Linked DNA regions of Arachis hypogaea: region 1 is linked to region 2. Evidence: chromatin contacts called from public Hi-C data. All regions are on one chromosome and are shown on one strand. The core of a region is the stretch at or near the end of the contact, and the rest is flanking DNA. Distances in the headings are between cores, read along the strand shown.

Region 1 (6,237 bases), core at 2,256-4,755, 190 kb before region 2:
GACTCCTCAGCAAAGTATTCTTGGCATATCTAATAGAGCTAGAGCCATACATGCCACAATGGAAGTGGAGGGTAGTAGTTGGCATCCTCCAAGGACATACCATGCTTATTGTATCCCTCATATGGCTGCTAATTTCATGAGTTAGTTCAAGTGTAAAGAAGGAAAATGATACTTGGCGTACATGAGAGCACTAAGAGATTTCCCAAATAAGGAGAAATACTTGGCATACATGAGAGCACTAAGAGATTTCATACCGGAATTTGTGACGTGGGTAAATACGTTTCACAAAGAGGCCTGGATACTGCACTGTGATTCTACTAGCTGAAGGTGTGGCCATATGACTACCAACTTATCTAAGTGCATCAATGATGTGCTAAGGGGGACGCATAACCTTTCCATCATAACCATTATTCGGTCCACATATATGTGACTGCAGAACTTGTTTATTAGGAATGGTCGAGAAGCATTTGCTCAACTTAGTCAGGGTAATATGTTTTCACAGTACTTAACAAAAAAATTTAGAAAAATATGTCGAAGATCAGGAGCATCTGTAGGAAGCATCAAGCTAATGGCTTATGGGGTCTCCTGTAGAGCATCATATGGTAACACATGTAATAGGTGAGCGTCAAGCCGTGACAAGATACGATTGTGGCACATTCAGCACCACCGGGTAAAATAGGCTTGCGAAGGGCGTAGGTCTATCGTGGGTAAACCTATCGCCTATTGCAGAGGCTCGAAACGGTTTCTCCATGAAGAGTACCACAATGCAAGCTCAGTTGGCCACCATTTATTCTCTAATCTGAATGTCAAGGTAAGTAGCCCGTCAATGTTTATTGGTGCCTCAGATATATGCTGTTCACTTTAAACTATTGAAAAACTCGATTTGGGTGATGGAACTCAACGAAATGAAAACATACCAGAGCCACTACTGCAGTATATGTTAGCCTTTCTTTGTTGCTATGTACCTGCTGAGGAATGATATCGTGCAAAGGTTGTATGTTATAAGGTGTCCACCAGAACTATAAAGAATATGCACATATAAATTAGTTATGAGTATTAATAAATATAATTTACTAAGTACTTTATATGTAAACTTAAATACCTTATCATAAGGGACCAAGTCCAATTGCTACCTTCAGTACAATAGTTTCTGACCCATGTCATCTCTATGCAACTACAAAAAATGTTTGTAAATATAAAGACATACCTCGCAGCCAATGAAAAATCTACCACGTCCCTACCTTCAGGGCACCAATCTAGGAATCTGTGGTAAATTCAACAAAGCATAAGTAGGATGCATCCATCCAAGTCATCCATCTCTAAGTTGATAGCCATGCACAAAGAATGCTAGGTCCAAGCGAGCACAGTAGAACCCCACGAGTACTACTTGCATCTCTCGAAATCAGCAATCAATGGGATCCATCTAACATGTACGGTGATGATAGATTTTTCTGTCATTAGTAGCCTGTTGATCAATCTGAGTATGTAACAATGCGCATACTGTTCGAGTACATCTGGTGCAGCATTAGCAGACATTTGTTTTAGGCGATCCTTTAACCATATCATCTTAATGGTGAAAGATTCGCGCGACAATGCTTCAAGTGCCTCTGCAATCATCTCCCATATGTCACGATTATAATAAGTCTAAAAATCATGGCTGGAACCACCTATCAGCTCCTTATGTGTCTACAAGCCAAGGTGATAAGTAACATCTTGAAGGATGATGATACACTCACCCGATGGAATGTGAAATGAATGGGTCTCTTTGGATGCCATCGCACGACAAAAACTAAAAGGAGCGAGTTGTCGAAGTGAAAATCTCTAACTCGAGCTACATGGACGAAACTAATCTCCTCCAAATAAGACAGTAATGCATCAGGCAGTCCTTCCACTCCTGAGTCCATATTCCTCCTCGAAAATAGGACCCGTCGACTCTGTGTAATTTCGACATCAAGCTCAATTTAAGCCACCACTAAAAATAATACCTATTATCTAAAGTACCTCTAAAACTCTATCAACCATAAATCATCATTCATTTCAATCATAATAAAATACAACAATTAGCCTAAATCCAAAGATTTCTTCATTAAATTTTAACCAATACTACTAATAACATCTATTATGTAAAACATCTCTAAAAATTTATTGCTCATAAATAAATATTTATCTCATTTCATAAAAATTACAACATGTAGACTAAATTAAAAAATTTCTACATTAAATTTAAAAGTCTCCCTAATTTATATATTTATAAATATATATTCTCTAATATATTAAAATTATCCTAAACTTATAACTACTAAGTAACCAACTAACAACTATAATATAATAAACAAAAAATTAATTTAAATTCTAACCTGATAATCAATATAGCCCGCAATCATAGTTGTAAAAATTGAACCGGATCGATCGATTCGACCGAAAAATCGATAAACCAAATCATGAACTGGTTCGGTTTGTTCTTTGGACCTTTTAAAGGTGGAAACCGGCATGAACCAGTGAAAATTGGAGAAAACCAGTTAAATTTGGAAAATTCCAAAATATTAGAGGCAAGGTTTGAACAAGGAACCTCTTAAGTGCAATCCACCTTCAGTACCACTCTATCAATGTACTTCTCGTTGTTATATGTGACAAACATTAATTATATAGTAAATCTTTGAATTAAATAAGTATATAAATATCTAATTTAATTTTAATTTTGTATTCTCTATTTTTTGAATTAATGAAATTTTTAACTATGTACTATTATTATAGAAATATAAATTTTACTAAAAAATTATTAATCTTTATCTATTTTAATGTTAGTGTTGTGATTAAAGTTATCTGTTTTAATATTATTATTAAAATTTACTGATATTATGGATTTGTATTCTTATTGTCAAATTAAAATACTATTGTAGTAATACTAACTAATTTTATGTCTATATTTGTATTAGTTGTCTTTAAAATTTGAGACTTAGTCGTTCTTAAAATATTGGTAAAGATGTGTATTTTAAAATTTTTAAGATTTTTTTACTATTTTATATTTTTTATTTACATATGACTGATTTTACCGGATCAACCAGTAATTTATCGATTGAACCAATAAATCAGTAAATTAGTAGTTTGACCGATTTGATCACCAATTCGTTTCTTATAGCTATGCCTGCAATATATCTGCCTTCATTCAAATAGTTGATGTTACTCCGAATCATTATGACAAAAGCGTTTTTTCCCTCCTGTTTGCTCTTTTTTTTCTTATTTCTTTCTCTTTCTTTTTGTCTGAATTCTAACGAGTTTCAAACTAAATAAATGATTTGAATATAATGCGCAACTGCATTATTTTCAATGTTCTGAAAATTGGACCGAACTGTCTGGTCGGACCGATTCAACCACGAACCAACAACATTAATAGTCCCGGTCAGGCATGTCGGTGAGAAACCGTTAAACCGGTCGAAAACCTGTCGGTCGGACCGAACGGAACCCGCCCGGTTTACACAAAAACGGAAGCTCCTTCGTTTCTTTCTCCCTTTCTCCCATTCTTTCTTTCATTCAGAAAGAAATCACACAAACCCAGCCTAAAAACCCTAGCACTGTAAGCCTACCACACAGCCGCAAGGAGTGGCATACTGCCGCCGTCCATCGCACTCAAAGTTCGCCATCCGTCCGTCTATCTAGCTTCCCTCGTGCTCCAAGTCTTCAACCCCTGTTCGCTGTCACCGATCGCGGCTGCTTCCTCGAGCTCGGCGTCCGTCGTCTTTATCTGCTCAGCCGCGCTTCCGTCGCCGTTTGTGTGCCGTTCACGTTCAGGTTTTCGTTCAGCTGTCGTCTTCGTTCGCGTTCTTCGCCGTTCACGTTCGCTCGCCGTTCACCGTTCGAGTTCGCATTCGCGTTCGTCTGGAAGCCACGTTGCTGTGCTTCAAACTCTGCGACCAACCCGCGCGCTCCACCTGGCCGTCGAACTGCTCTCTTTTGTCGCCACCGTGAGTTCCCTAAACCCCAGACAATACACTCACACAACAGCAATACTCTGCTTCAAACTCTGCAACTTCTGATTTCCATTACAATAAGTAACAATAGTTATGTTCTCTTCTCTATCACATTGATATTAAGCTTTGAATTCTCTTGTTTCGTTTTAATTTTACCGCACTCAACATGTTTGATGAAATGCTTTAACCATATTTCTGGATGGTTTTATAATTTCTAGCTTTTAGAATCTTAGTAAGTTGATTGCATGTGAAATTAGAATAATTGGATCTTAGTAATTAGGAAATTTTAGCTGCACAAAAAAAAGCATCTTTGCAAAAAACATATTAGCATGATGATTCTACTTGCATTAGTGTTCTTCTGGTAAATTTTAACTGTTATTGTGAATTTGTTAATTTGCTAATTGTTCTTGTGTTGTTGTTCTGTTGTTCTTCTGTTACTTTTAATTTTTTTTTGTTTTTGTTGTGATTTTCTGTTCTTGATTTAAGCTGTGATTGAAGGTTCTTTGGTTTGGGTATTCTTCACTTTCCTGTAAGCTTAGCTTTTAATTCTTTGAGCATACACGTATCAAATCATTGTTTTCAGCAATGGTGATTTTTTGATTTTTTTTGGGTTGCTTTGTTTTAAATGTTCCTATTGTTGTTGTTGTGTTTTTGCTGTGATTTAAATGTTCTTTTGATTTTTTTTTTTCGAATGTCCAGTCAGTACTTGGTTGACTGGTTTTGCTCACTGATTGTATTTGATGATAAATTTTAAATTGACAACTCTATTATTGATTCACTGTTCCTTCATTGTTTTTTTTTTGTTGTTAATCATCGTGATGAGCTTTGTTAAAATTGGGTTGAAAACTGTTAATCTTTCTTCATTTTTCACTGTTCTAACTTCTGTTCTTATTAAAAAATTTGCAATTGGTGATTTTTTGATTTATTATATGCTTCTTGTTTTCATTGTTCTGTTCTTATGAAGAAAAAATTTGCAATTAGTGATTGTATGATTCATGTTTTGATTGTTCTGTTATATAAAAAAAATTATGTTTTCATTGTTTTGTTCATTGTTTGGTTGCACTGTCCCTGTTCTTGATATCTGCCGACTTGCTACCCCTCCTCCGTGTTGGATTTTTTTGTTTCAGGCTTTGTTGTGTTTTTGTTTCAGCCTCTGTTGTGTGTTTGTTTCAGGCTCTGTTGTGTTTATTGTGCAACACTATCATTTTTTGTTTTACCTTTTGACTTAGCTACATTAAGACAATATTCTCTATCTTTAACTTGTGCATTGTAATTCAATCTAGCTATTTTTATTAGAAGTATAATTATGTTAATTGTCAACAAATTTGCAGCAAGTCATTGCATATTTTGGTGATTAATTACATTTAGTTGGTGATATTTTATGTAGGGTTTTAAATTTCAAAGATATTTAGGATGTTTATTTATAATTTATTTATTATTTTATTATGGAACGATTTTTCCGTTGAACCACAGTTAGACCGGTTGGACCACTAAACCAGTGAACCAGTGACGAGCGGTTTGATGATCGTTCCGGTTTTCAGAACCTTGGTTATTTTATAGTGTGGTTTCTCTTATTTCGCAGACAATACTTGTATAATTGCTTTGTTTCACTGTTGTATAATTTTTGACAGTTAAATAGTCTCTGTTTATGAAATTATTAGTGAACGTTTAAAAGGGTAAAATTTTTTTATAACATTTAAAAGAGTAAATATTAATTTTTTTTGTCCATAAAAAAACCCATGAATTTTTAGGTACTACCCGTACCATAATTATAAAAGGCTTAAAAGCCGAAAAATTAAAAAACCTAACCCTAATTCCTAGTTCTAGCAGAATCAGAAACCCTCGGTAGCCACCCACAAACTCACCCTCTTCTCTGAGCTCTCAACTCTCCCTCGCTCCTCAGTAGATGTTTTTATATCATTCTTTTTAATATTGTGCCTGTCAGCTTGTTGAATATCATGTAGAATAGACGAGGATGAGTCGTGATAGCCAAAATGAAATAGTGCACATAAGAAAGTGTATTATTTAATCCTTGGAACTTAGGGTTTGGAAATCAGATGAATGGGAGGATCAAGGGTCCAACACTGCGAAATTTCGAATTGAAGGCTTGAAGGGATTTATGCAGATTCAGGAAAGAGAAATATAGGTATTAAGGAAAGCGATATGTAGGCAAGTAAGCAATTATTCGTGATAAAATTTAAACTAAATGGATTGAAAAAGATGACAGGTTATCTGAGGTTGCTTGGGTCTACACCTTAGAATTTCTTAT
Region 2 (5,952 bases), core at 3,324-5,823:
TTAACTATCACATATAAAAAAAATACATATTTGACATATCAAAAGATTTTCATTATACTACTGCAAATAAGTTTTATTATTCTATTATAGTAGATTTGATTATCATGAATCTTAATGAAATAAGTAAAATTTTGTCTCAAAATTATTATCTCTTTGATATTTTTTCATAAACAAACATGACACTATATTTAACGGTATATAAGAGCACCATTAATAAATTTTACATGATACATGATGAATTGAGAAAATGACATAATATATCCATCATTAATTATCATAAATGATTTAATTAATATCTTTTTTAGGAAGTAATTTTTTCAAAGTTAAAATCTGATCTTTAGAATACCTAATTATTACTTTACCAAAAAATTTATCTATGCCTTTGAAAGACAATTAGGTAGCGTTTGTTTTCGGAGACAGAACACAGGGACATGGACAGTACATCTTTAAAAAGTGTTTGGAAGCAAAGACATGGACACTAAACATATTGTCTCTGGGACAATTTTTTATACTTTTGTGTCCACTCTTTTACGAAGGATGGACACGGAATTTGAAAGAGGGACACGGACTGTTTTTATGAATTTTTTTTTGTCCATGGTGCTATTTTTTATTATTCCACTGTTACCCCTTCTTATTTTTCCTATTTTGCGTTGTTCTCAGAAAGTACTTTTTTTTTTCTCCATGCTCTTTTTCTATTTCTACGTTTTCCTTCTTTCTCTTTTTTTTCTTTAGGTACTTTCTCTTTTTTATAGAAATTTTTATTGGACCGACTAATTTCTTTTTTCTTATCATTCTTACTTCGACATCATTTTAATCTTATATTATATTATTTGATTTGTAATAAAAATAATAACAAAAATAATTAGTCTTGAGACTTTTAAAAGATAAATATTATAAAGATAAAATTAATATTTTAAAATGCTAAAAAATAATTTATAAATTGTAATTGATTTTATATAATTTAAAGAAAAATTAGTTTTTTGAAAAGAAAAATAAAATTTTAGATAAAAAAAAAATAGTTTTCTAAATAAAAATAGATTTTTATGTGCAAAAATTATTTTTTTTCCATGTAAAAATGGATTTTTTTGTAAAAGTGATTTTGTATTTAAAATTAATTTGGCTTATTAACCTAATCGAAATTTTTTATTAATCAAACTTAGACTTATTTTTTTTGTTAATATTAACCATATGTATTCCTACATATTAATAATAAATTTAAAAAGAAAATAATTATATTTATAAATTTTATTTTAATATAAATACTATTATATAATTTTTTATTAAAATTTTTGACTGCTTCAAATATTTTTTTGAAGTTCCTACTGTCTGTACTCCTATGTACTCTCACTCTTTATTAAATTAGTTTATACTAGAAAATTTGGAATCACATAACTATTTTAGTCATTTCATATAATATCTTAGTCTTGTCCATATGTATCCAAACATAATACTGGACATTACATTAGTGTCCTATCCATCGTATCCAAACACGATACACAAAACATAATTTTTAATGTCTCTGTCCTATTGTCTTTGTGTCCTGTTCTATCGTGTCTCTACAAACAAACACTACCTTAGTGCTTAACAGGCACATCACTTCTTTAGCCACTTTTTTTTATTATATTTAGGAAATTAGTTTTGTAATTTTTATTAATATATTATTCAATTTTTTAATTTTATCATTTTAATATTGTCGTAACCATGTTTATATCATTGTGATTGAAAATAAAATCACAATAAAAACTTTTAAAATACTCAACTATAAAAGCACACAATAAGCATATATCTATATTCTTAAAATAAACATAGATTAAAAAAAAATAATGGTCATAATATCATGTTGTACAAAATAAAGTAAATATGGACCGAAAAATATGTTAATTATTTATAAAAGATAAATTATATTCCAGAATCATGAATATTTATCTTTATCTTAATTTTTTTTAAGTGGTAGGCCAAAATATGAATATGAATTTGAAGAGATTTTTTTCCCTTTGGTGAGCAAAGACTAACAAGAAACAAAAAAAAAAAAAATCTAAACAATTAGAGCGATAAACAAAACAAGGATGAACTGCCTAAGTTATGTCATCCATGAGCAATCGAAGCATAGCAGATGGTGGTTGCAGTCAATCTACTGTATTATAGCTACCACGTGCCCCAAAATTTGCCAAACAGTCAGCAACATTATTTGCACCTCGTTGTAACAACACAAAATGCAGTTTCCAACTTCTATGGTTCTTGAGCTCAAAAATCTTTTGTTGCAATTCCTTTTCTTCATGTTCGTCTGGGAAGCACCAATAACTAACAAGAAGAAACACATCCATTAAGTCCACCTTACAGATAACATGGTTTGCACCAACCACTGAAGCCATCAACAGACCACTCTAAATTGCCCAAATTTTTGCACGAAGGACACTAACTCTTGGCACTTTACCAGAGCTGGCATGAATCCAGTTACCATATTCACCTCAGAGAACATAACCAAATTCCGCCCACTCTTCTTCCTTGAATACACTATCGTAGCAGATCAATTTCAAAAATCCATGCTCAGGACAAGATCACGAGCTAGGAGGCAGTTGAATCAGTTTATGGATGTTGAAAATTTATCCTATTTTGAAAGTTTCCGACATAGCACGCACTTTGAAATTGACCGACAAAGCAGAAGAGCACTTATTCTTGATGAGTTCTTCATTTCTGTCCAGCCAAATGCACCATAGTTCTGCTGTAAATGTGCAACTTATCGCCTCCAAAATCCTTTAGAATCCAAGTCTTATAGGATTGAACATTGAAAAAGGTGGGATTTGAGAAACCCAAAAGAGTCCAGACAGCTTTTGTCTTTGACCAATTCCTCAAGCAATGAAGGATAGTCTCAGGGTGAGCTCGACATCTAAGACAGAGATCCGACGTACCCAGCTACCGATGTTAACAAAGAGCAGCGGTGAAAAGAGCATTTGAGCTCCCCAACCAGAGAATAAGTCTGAGGTTCTCTGGAATATGCATTTGAAGAGGTTTTTATTTCTCTACAAATAGTGGAAAATAAGAAAAATAAACATGCTACTTTTTTTTTTTTAAATATCAAAGTATAAGAATAATAAATAAATAAAATAGGATAATATAAAAAAAGTGTACCGAAAAAAAAATTCGTAATTCTCATATATTTTTCTATTAACAATTTTTTGAGTCTTAAAAAAATATCAAATTTATTGACAAAAAAAAATTATATAAATATTTTAAGGTAATTTAATTAAAATGATCTCTTATTACTTATTAAAGAAGAATATTAAAATATGTAGATTGAAAATATGTTGATTTGTTCTGAATTTTTTAAAACAATTAATCTTAGCATACAAGCAATTAGCATTTACAAGTGTTACAAGTGCTGAAGCTTACTAATATCCTAAACGCGCTCCAATTGTTACGTACAAGTTACGCGCTATATAATAGAATTTAGTTTCAATCAAACTCAATTAACGCGCAAATATCTCTCTTCCAACCTTCAAAAGATTTCGTTACCTTCTTCGAATCTCTTGCCAAATTTCTTCGTTCTTCTTCTCGCGTTCTCCCCTGGTCTTTTGAATTCTTCTTTCTTCTGCGTTTATCACTTCTTTGTTCTTCGTCATTCACCTAAGTTTTGCGAACTGTAACGCTAGCTTTGTTTTATTTCGATTTTCTGGTTCCTGAAATCAAATTTTGAAGTCCTTTTGAAGATAATGGATGATTCAACCTCAAATTGTCAGCTCAATCACGGCGAAGTGGATTCAATCTCAGATTGTCAGCTCAATCACGGCAAAGTGTATTTTAAATTTAAATCGAACGAAGTTCCTGAGGTTTGATTTAGTTTCAACTAATTAAGATTGTCTAGCTGAATAATTCGTGAACATAGACTCTGAAATTAATGCGTTAACATAATCTGTGGATTGAATCTAATGTATTAGTTTTGATTAATTATCTGCAATTTATAGCAGACACTTGGGTGTAGATCAGAACTTTTTGGGTGTATTTTTAGGGAGGTTTGGGTGTATTTTAGAGAAGCTTGGGTGTATTTACAGTTTATGGTTTTTCTTGTTATTTTTAATTGACTTGTTGTCGTTCGGGTGTATATCAAGAGTCCTTGGGTGTATGTTACTTTGATTATTATTTTTTTTATGAGGTGCAGAAATTCTAGTATTTTCTTGTTTTTAACATATTTTTTGCAACCCCTCTCTGTTGTTGATGAGCAGCTTGTTCCCAAGGTTGGAATAATTTTTAGAAACCTTGAAGATGCTACAAAATTTTACAATGACTATACCAAGGCTGCAGGTTTATTATATCCAGTTAAGCCTCTTTTATGCTATATCAGTGGTGCATCCAAATTCCAGCCAATATCAAATAGGGGTGTTCAAAATCGATCCGAACCGATCTAAACTGATCAACCGAATCAAAAAAACCGAAAATCGAACAAATCGAAAGCCGAAAAAAATACATTTTGCTGTTTTTATTACGGTTCGGTTCGGTTTTTGGTTTTGATAATAAAAACCTCAACTGAACCGAACCGAACCGGTATATTAAAAACCCTAAAAAACCAAACCCCCCACCCTAATGTGACTCTCCTATCCTGACTCACTCGCGACCTAACCCCCCTCCCCAGTCCACACCCCCAAACGTAAACCTAGATCTAGGTGTCTCGAGACTCTCCTCTCCTCAGTCTCGCACTCTTGCTCTCTCCACTGGAGTCTCGAGCTCGAAGACCTTCCTTCCAGCACCTGGCAGCGCCACCGAAGCCTTCTTCCCAGCGACCACGGACCCAGCATCGCTCTTCCCAGCGACAGCGAGCACGGACCCAGCAGTGTTCTTCCCAGCAGCGCCGAAGCCTTCTCCCAGTTCCCTCCGAGCCACCGAGCACAGCACAACATAACACAGCACGCCGAAGCCTTCTTCCCAGCAGCATTTCTGGCCACCCACAACAGCCACCGATTCAAGTCAGATATGGAGCCCGTTGACTAATTTTTGTTTAATAATTATTGATTCATTGTTTTATTCTGTTCAACAGCTTTTGATTGTTGTTCATTGTGTTATTTATTGTTCATTGTTTATTGAAATTGCTTCTGATTGCTGGTTCACTGTTCATTGGTTTATTTGTTATTCATTGTTTAGGGAAATTGCTTCTGATTGTTGGTTATGTGGTTCACTGTTCACTGTATTTGATTAGGGAAATTGCTTCTGATTGTTCAATGTGTGGTTCACTGTTCAATGTATTTGTTTAGGAGATGCTCTGTCCAAGAATTATGTGACTGCCGGAAGATGTGTAATCTTGAAAACCTACCATGGTCAAATAGGTTTTATCATACTCTGAAGTAGCTTAGTATTGTTTGATGTCGAAGGGTATGTGTTCCATTTCTTCGATCTGCTAGACATACTTGTTCAATGATACAGTTAGCTGAAAATATCTGAAAACTTTATCTGAAACTGCTTCTGGTTTATTATTATTATTAGTTTTTTTGGAAAAATAATATGAAATAAAAAATTACTTTTGAAGTGATTTAGTATGATTTATAAGTGTTGGAGGTTCTGGATCTTGATAGAAAGTGATTGAAATCAGTATAGTAAGATAAATTTGAATAATGAAAAAATAGAAGCAGTTTTGAAGTATTAGATTACCTTCTCATTGTATCTAATGATTTAGTATATGTCATGAGAAACTGGATATTCTTGAATTACTTTTGTTCAATTACTTTATTGTTGGTATTGTTGCTGGTTGTTGGTATCGTTCTGTTTTTAATTTATTTGTTGTGTTTCTGCTATTTATTGTTTTTTATCTATTGTGTTCCTTACCGTCATGGCTTATTGTAATCCATTTGGGATTGATTTCTTTGTGATTTCATGTCATATTAGATCTTTGTAACTATTTATGTACATCAGTTGCCATTTTAAAGTCCCTTACAATGTTAACAACAGCAACCATCTGCTGTAAAG

What was found. A called contact is a pair of places that touch in the nucleus more often than the background predicts.
Region 1: a contact with region 2 is called in a Hi-C map of leaf, with 3 times the contacts expected there. The contact joins the promoter of LOC112800926 here to the promoter of LOC112800924 in region 2. A contact is called at or near these places in 2 of 8 Hi-C or Micro-C datasets (leaf and an unstated tissue).

Annotation. Positions count from the first base shown.
Region 1 is chr5:18,859,226-18,865,462 of arahy.Tifrunner.gnm2.J5K5, reverse strand. It overlaps LOC112800926, which reads left to right and starts at 3,505. Exons shown (of 10, transcript XM_025843380.3): 1 at 3,505-3,962.
Region 2 is chr5:18,670,562-18,676,513 of arahy.Tifrunner.gnm2.J5K5, reverse strand. LOC112800924 reads left to right here and starts at 4,573. Exons shown (of 14, transcript XM_025843379.3): 1 at 4,573-4,958.